Linked DNA regions of Zea mays: region 1 is linked to region 2. The links are chromatin contacts, called in public Hi-C maps. All regions are on one chromosome and are shown on one strand. Each heading gives the region's core, a stretch centred on a gene start, on an enhancer-like site or on the middle of the called end of the contact. The rest is flanking DNA. Distances are from core to core; before and after follow the strand shown.

What was found. A called contact is a pair of places that touch in the nucleus more often than the background predicts.
Region 1: a Hi-C map of leaf shows a contact between it and region 2, with 3 times the contacts expected there. The contact joins the promoter of LOC103635403 here to the enhancer-like site in region 2. A contact is called at or near these places in 4 of 25 Hi-C or Micro-C datasets (endosperm, leaf and tassel).

Annotation. Positions count from the first base shown.
Region 1 is chr8:77,158,764-77,162,793 of Zm-B73-REFERENCE-NAM-5.0, reverse strand. LOC103635403 (probable protein ABIL4) reads right to left here and starts at 2,586. Exons shown (of 9, transcript XM_008657858.4): 1 at 2,005-2,586; 2 at 1,782-1,864; 3 at 985-1,135; 4 at 798-897; 5 at 620-703; 6 at 440-509; 7 at 287-321; 8 at 82-170. The coding sequence starts at 2,133.
Region 2 is chr8:76,873,964-76,877,761 of Zm-B73-REFERENCE-NAM-5.0, reverse strand. No RefSeq gene overlaps it. Among protein-coding and RNA genes, the nearest start is that of LOC103637029, 97 kb to the left of the region's middle. Within about 2 kb of position 1,676, at least 11 of the 20 cell types and tissues checked have an H3K27ac peak or open chromatin away from gene starts, as enhancers often do. A contact at or near this core is called in endosperm and leaf, where this site is marked.

The DNA of each region.
Region 1 (4,030 bases), core at 1,337-3,836, 280 kb before region 2:
AATCGCAAAGCATGCACAATGACACCTTTTTTTTTAAAAAAAAAGAGGGAGAGAGACAGATCGTGTCATATTCAAGCTTACCTTAGCGCCAACCTTCTGCGTAGTATCAGAACTGGTGCTCCTGTTGAACTGCAGCGGCCTGCGCATAGGAGAAGCAGACCGCTCCTTACCTGAAACATGAGAGATTCATAGGAGGCATTCAATCTCTGCACACAGACTAAGCAGGAAATAACTTACGTGAAGTTAAATTGCAGTACTGAGTAGATACACAGAAGGATTAAATCACCTGATGAAGGTTTTGATGGTGCCGTGTCCACTAGGCTGCACAAGAAGCAGATGACAACCAGTTAAATCAGAAGTACATAAAAACCCCCATTGCATTAGCAAACAAACGATAAGAGTTTGCACGAAACTGAATACGAACTGGAAGAATTCTTACGCAAATGTAGGCTTATGTGCGTTTGCTTTGGTGCTGTTCTCCGAAGACAGATGCCAGGAAAGGGTTTTTGCTGCACCAGCGAAATAGAAGAAAAAAATAACGTTTTTTTTTGTTTTGTTTTGTTTGCTTCATATGGTACATTGCATGCCTTGAAACTTCATCATGAGCAAGAAGACCCACCGGAGGGGTAAGGTCTAGGCTTGGATTCCTGATCAGTGTCCGCTTGCAGGTGTCCATTTGCCAGGGATCTTTTATAACCAGTGGCTAGCTTGGCAGGAAAAAAATTGAGAGTCAAAATTCAGCACCCTTTCTTTTGTAATCAAACAGTGTATGAGCTCTTGGTTTCGCAGTCACTTACGGGGTAAGATGTAGTGCTTGTGGTGCTTGATGTTTGCTCCCATCATCTGCTGCTGCCTGAGGCCTTCTTTGTCTGTGTAGACTTGGCATGTGAAGATTTGCTGCAGATTTGGAGATAGATCGTCAGCAATTGAACTGGCATGGTTTCATCGCTGCAAGATGCAAGTACTGAAGATAAGTGTGATTACCTGGTTCAGGCGTGCGACTTTCAGTTCATATGTCGACACCTCGGAAGCTTGCTGCTCGAAAAGATCGGTCAGTTTGTACGCAACAGTACCCAGATGATCAACCGCGTTGACGACGGCTCGTAAGGCATAGTCTTTCAGGTTGTCCAGCACCCTGACATAAATTAACAGCTTCAGCTGTCATAATATGACCTGAATGTTACAGTTCAACATGTCCTGTGTTGAAATAAGAGTATATACTGCAAGCTCGAGTTCAGTACACTATCGACTCATCATTAATAAAAGAAAAGATGTGAAAGTCTGCACCCTATATTTCTGAAATTTATTCTGCACTGTCAAACAAGACTACAAGAGGGGGTCCCCGTTGCTAAAATTTCAATGCAGTGACAAAATTCAGACTACGAACAGTACAGGGACAGTTGTCAGGTAACTCCAAAACTCCAGATGATACCAAAAAATTATATCTTTCTCTAGCCAGTAGAGTTTGTTTTCTAGCCACATCTCACACATCAAGTCCCTTCCTCACACCTGTTGCCGTCCTTGCCTTAGTTGGCTCAGTCGTCTACACCTATCATAGGTAGTTGGGTGTAGTTGCTACCAGCACATGCTGCACCCACGCTTCGATTGGATCCTTCAACCCTTAGGCGAAATGACAAAACAGTGCTAGATACAGCATGCAAGATGCAATTGTACGAAGAGCAACCATGGCTGGGCGCCGTGGTAAGACTAGGAAGTGAGTAGTAGTGATTCCTTCTCCCTTTGTGTGGCAGTAAAATGCAGGAGCAGGGAACGCGACTCACTTCTGCTTCTGCTCGCTGTGGAGGTAGGACTTCTCGCAGTACTCGGAGGCGGTGTAGAGCTGCGGCCGCAGGTTCTTGAGCTCCTGCGCCATCATCACGAAGCAGAAATCCAGCCGGATCCCCGGTGAGACAGAGCAGGGACAGCCTTTTCCTTTTAGAAAAAAAGGGAGGATTTTTGTGCGTGCGCGTGTATGGATCTAGGAATGCGGGGTTCGGGGAGCACCTGCAGGGCCTTGATGAAGCTCTTGCTACGTTCCATGGACGCCTCATCCACGGTGGTGGCGCCGGCCCTGGCCCCCGCGACCCCGCCCCAGGAGCCGGGCGCCGGCGGGTATTGCTGCGGCGGCTGCATTCCCCCCTCTTCCGCTCCGGCGGTGGGCGTCCGGCGAGGGGAGGAAAGAACGGGCGCCGGCAGGGGGAGGGGGAGGGGGAGGGCAGGAGGCGGCGAGGTCAAGTCAAGTAAGCGCTCCACTGGCGCTCGGTGGGCAGAGTGGGGTGGAGGGGAAGCGAGCGATGCCTCGCCAACTCCCACTCGACGCAAGCTTATTCTACTGCCAGTTCCACCACCGCCAGTCTCTCTCCTGTTGACTCTTCGCGCGTGGGCGTGCGCGTGTTGCTGTCGAGCGCTGGCGGTGGTCCGCGGAGGAGGAGGGGTCCCGGAGGAGCGACCGCAGCGGTGGCTTTGATGGCGACGGACGCGGGGCCGCCGTCGCCGGTCTGGTCTCGAGTGGATTTGCTTGGCTTGGTGCCTAGCCTAGCAGGGAGATTTTTTCGATTTGGCAGGGGAATCATTGCTCACTCATCGCCGCCTCGCTGGTGGTTTTGGCTGCTTCGCTTGTCTGCCTCCGACTGACCACCGCACTGACTGTACCCGCCGTAGATTGATCTTCGCTTTCTCTGTGAACGCCGTTTTCACCGCAAGATTTTCATGCTGCGTTCCCATTTCGATTCCTTCGATGGTAACGAAACAATTAATATGGGATCTATATGATCATAACGTTAATATCAGATTCCTACAATAACGACATAATGATGATCCTAAGCCAAAAAATCTGGAATCATAATCAAAAGGCTACGTGGGATGAATAGATTTACGAGAATCTATAGATTTCTCTAGTTTAATCCAGAACATACTTTTATCTTTTTTTAAAAAAAATTATGTCATCTAGATTTTTAGAAATTATTATTCGGTTACTACTGTTTATAGGGTTGAATCGTTTTATTTTCTATCTAATTTGTCGCTCGACTCTCACTCCATGACACCTCCTAGCGACAGCTAAAGTTGCCATCATCTCTCTACACTCGATTTTGGAGGTCAATGATGTGGCTTTGTTGTCCCTGAACATTATACATTTTTCTCATCTACTCTTCGCTCATCATCCCCCATCCACGATGCTCGTCCATATATGATGCTATCCCTTTCAACATCTCTCTAGACTCCACATTGATATTCCATGACTGAGAGGCTTCATACCAATGGAAGACGATGACGCAACACCTATCGCTTCAGCTATTGTCACTGCCATACACGCTACTCGTATAGGATGCTTTGTATACACTAGATTGGGCATGACTACAACCACAACGTTTGGGTATAGCGTTGTGGGCATATACCCCCACGACAAAGCGTATCACCCCTTGCCGATGATATCATGCTATCGAATTGACTCATTCGAGAGGCCAGGGTGGTCCCCCCCTGCCATGTTGCCAAGCTATCATACTATTATAGAATCTATAGTTGACAATTGTTTCAACCAAATAGATTTTAGCTTTCCCATAGCCATCAGCTCATAACAGCCCCCTCATAGCTTGTAGCTAAAATCAGATTTTTAGGAATCAATAGCTGAACCAAACACACTGTTAGCCACCATTATGTTCTTCCGTGAACGCTTATCTTGGAATCCTCAACAAATGCTAGGAGCTTTCGGCCACTGTCAGATCCTTCTGTGAACACTCGAGGGCCTGGCACAATCCCATAACCTCTAATGAGTATTGGGAGCTCTAGCCACTATTAGGTCCTCCCATGAACATTCGTAGCTACAGATCTCTATAATCATCCTCAGTGAATGCCGAGAGTCCCTCATAGTAAAGGGCTCTCCCGTGAACATTTAAAGATCTCATTATTGTTAGGGCACATAGTGAATGTCGTGAGCCCCGACTTCTGTTGGGGCCTGTACTGACTCAGAGCAGGGGAGGTGCAGCTCCTCTTAGTGAGTCGGGTGAGTCGTAGCGACAGAGATAGAGCCTGT
Region 2 (3,798 bases), core at 427-2,926:
CAGCGAATACACATTCTTATAGTGGATCCCACACCGTACCCCGGCAATGCCGCCACGCCGCAGCGACCGGCGACCGGCGGCGACAAGGTATGAAAGAGACGCCGCTGGTCCTGGATGTTTTCAAAAGCTAGAAAGAACGAAATACAGAAAAAAAAAAAGACGGAGACCAGGAAGGAAATGATGCCGCTGGTCGCAGCGTGCACCTGGACCGGACTGCTCGACATTGCATCTAGCTAGCTCTCCTTTCTCGCTCCGGCGGCCAGCAGCTCTGCATGCAGCATGCACACGGCCTGCCGGGCCGGCTGCGACTGCGACGAACCCCTCGTACGGTCGCCCGTGCACCAGGCGGCGCGCGCCGCAGCGAACGAAGACCAGCGCAAGCTTTCTGCAGCATGCGCCGCCCGATTCCGATCCGGCGGCGTTCACATCGTCGTCAAGGCGTCAACGTCGGACGATGCAGGCTTAATTATTTGGTTTTTTTTTGTACACTTTTCCACTAGCGTCAAAATTACCGGCCGGTTCTTTCCAAAGTCATGCGTTGGCTCCTGTCCTTTGTTTCATTCATTGTTTTATATATATATATATATATATACCACTCCTCCTATACGTACGGCTGTCTAAACGTATGTAATGGAGTAAAGTGCACCCGCTAGCGCTTTAGCGGTCCTCAAACTCGACCTCCTCATCTCCAATAGATTCTTTATTTTTGACTCTCTATTTAACTCTCTATCTAATTTTTCATAATGGTTGCACTCTATATGTAGCATCTCACTCCCATAGACTATCTATTTAGTTTTGCTAGTCAGATGACTAGCCAAATTTAGCTAATGAGAGAGCTAATTTAGAGAGTCAGAAAGCTTGACGAGTCAAATAGCTAATCTGTTGGAAAGTTATTTTGCTGTTGAATAGTCAAAATTTAGCTTGGCGAGTCATTTAACTAGTATCTTGAAGATGCTAAATGGATGCTTGAACTTGACGCTCCATATAAAACCGTTGAAAAAAAGGGTTTGTTCAAACCAAATGCTGACGTGACTTTGAAATCATTTGGATTCCTAAACTTGGCATTTTATGTCACTTAGATCTTCAAACTTGGTATTTTTGTGTCACTTGAATCATCAATCTTTCATTAGCAGCATGCTTCAACATGGCACGTCACGTCGGTATCCGGTTTAAGCACTTCTTATTTTAAACAGTTTTACACGGGTCGATCAAGTGACAAGAGCTGTTCTTTTAGTTTTCGATAACCGCTACGTACGTGTGCAGCCACAGAGACCTCATGCAGTTGGGCAAGTGCACCAAAATCACACTTGTGATGGAAGGAACGAGAGCTTCTAGGAATATAATCAGCTTTTTGCTAGCTGTTTGGGCAAATTAATTGTCGACCGATGCGAGTAGTCCTGAAAACTAATTTAATAAAGCTATTTTCAGAACGAGTAGAAAATTAAAGAAAGAAGCCTCGCGGGTCGCCATCTGTCCACAACAGGGAGCACGTCCATTTTCCGAGACGTGCAGGAAGAAGCAACAGATCCAAGACACGCAAAAGGCGGGAGGACAATGCAGCGACGTACGAAGCACGTATGCAATGCACGCACCTAGCAGCTAGCTACACTACGGTTTGTTGTGTGCTGGATGACTCCACTGCCCACTAGTAGCTCGTTTCCCATGTCTATGTTCCCAGTCGTACGTCCCAATGCAAGCCTCACTTCATACACGTTCTTTGCGTAAGAAGAACACGTACGACCACTACAGTAACATCGATCAGTTACCTGGCTTATTAGCTAGAGGAAGAGTCAAACACGGAGCTATAGAGTGATGATACATTGACAGGTATGGAAAATTGTCCATTGTTTCAGTGAAGACAAGCTGCCAGCTAGCACAACATAAACGTGTCTGTGTCACTCCAAGACAAGCTGTTTATTAGGCTGGATCGGATGGAGCGCTAGTCAGTTTCTTCATCTGCCTGGCTAGCTGTGGACTTGTGGTGATCTTAGTTTCTATGTATAGATTGATGATGCCTCAACCTCAATTCGTCAACATGAGTACTTGTGCCCTGGATGCATCCTTTCCTTGGAAAGTCAAAGCTTGAGAAAGACAGAGAGATCCATAGCATAATCTGTTCCGTGCATGTGTAATATATTCAGGTTAGAGAACTACCGTCCCACCTCATTTCACTATCGGAATCCGTCTCTTTGTCGAGTACTTTTTGTCGGGCACTCTGGCTCTTTGCTGAGTGTCGCACTCAGCTAAGTCCTACTCTAGATAACGAACACATTTATCGAGAGCAGGACTCTCGGCACAGACAGACACTCGGCGAACGTTGACATTCAGTAAAGGGCCGTCAGCAACCATCTATATCTGACAACCGTTATTTTTGCCAAGCGCAAGACGTTGACACTTGGCAAAGAAGGTACTTTGCCGAGTGTCGTCCGGCTAACACTAGGCAAACTATGCTTTGCCAAGTGCCTTACTTAGACACACGGTAAAGTATATTTCCATTTTTTTTTCTAGCCAAATTTTTTGTGTTTGTTCCTACACTATATAGACTTACATGTTCCATTTTTGGCATAATTATAAAAGTGTTTGCTATAACTATTAGATTTTGTTCGTTTAATTGAATTTCCTCTAATAATTCAAATTTGAACTGCAATTCACTCGAAAAATGAAAAATTGTGAATGCAAAAATGGTATTCATGTTACTTAGCACAAGTTACGGGCCATTTCAGGAGCAGACCGGAATTTTCGAGCACAATGCTCACTAAACATGACCGTAAACTTGCCATCCAGTTGTTTAAAAATTGTATAAAACACAAAGTCAAAAAATCATGAAACTTGTGCACATGTCATGATATCATATGTAGAGGCTGTGATATAAAATTTGAGAATGTTTTGAAAAAGTTGTGATGCGCTATGTGTAGAAACCTAAGTCTCCCACATCGGGGAGAACATCTGGGAGGTGCTGCCGAAACTCTGTCTCGGATCGGAGTAGAGCAGGGAAACTAACCCCGTCTATGCAACCGCGGGTGGGATTAGGACATGCATATCCTCACCTATTAGAAGGAAGGAACGTAGGCACTACACTTGAGGTTAGGGTTAGAAATAAATTCGGAGTGTGGAAGATAGTTCTCCTTTCTATGAGTTGCTCAATCAATGCGGATAACCTTGGGAGCAGACTCAAATCAATGTGAGCAAGTGAACTTTTAGAGAGAGGAAGGAAAGGGAAACAAATCAAGTGAAGATCAACACAAATGAACACAGTGATTTGTTTACCGAGGTTCGGTTCCAAAGAACCTAGTCCCCGTTGAGGAGACCACAAAGGCTGGGTCTATTCCAACCCTTTTCCTCTCTCAATCGATCACATAGACCGATCGAGGCTTCTCCTTAATCACTTGGGTCACTAAGACCCCGCAAGGATCACCACTGGCAGTGTCCGGTGCGCCATTAGCAGCACCTCTACTTGTCTTTGCTCCAAACTTTGTAGAGTCCCTGTTGGGGGTCTGCTTATTCACCAAAGGTCCTCCAAGCAAAAACACCTTCGGCAGTATGATATGCGAACTGACACAGCATGAAGGCACAAGCCGAAGCTACAACCTAGAAAGCTTCGACATAATGACGCGCAAGGAAAAGATCGTTCAGTCCCTAATAGTTTGTGTCACATTTGTAATTTATTGTTAAGGACATAAATGTAATTTTGACCGGGCTGCGTCCCGTGCCTATAAATAGGTGAACAGTAACCCTGTACTATTCACACTGACTTGCATTCGTTCGCACGACACACCTGAGCTTTTACCTTCTGTCAAG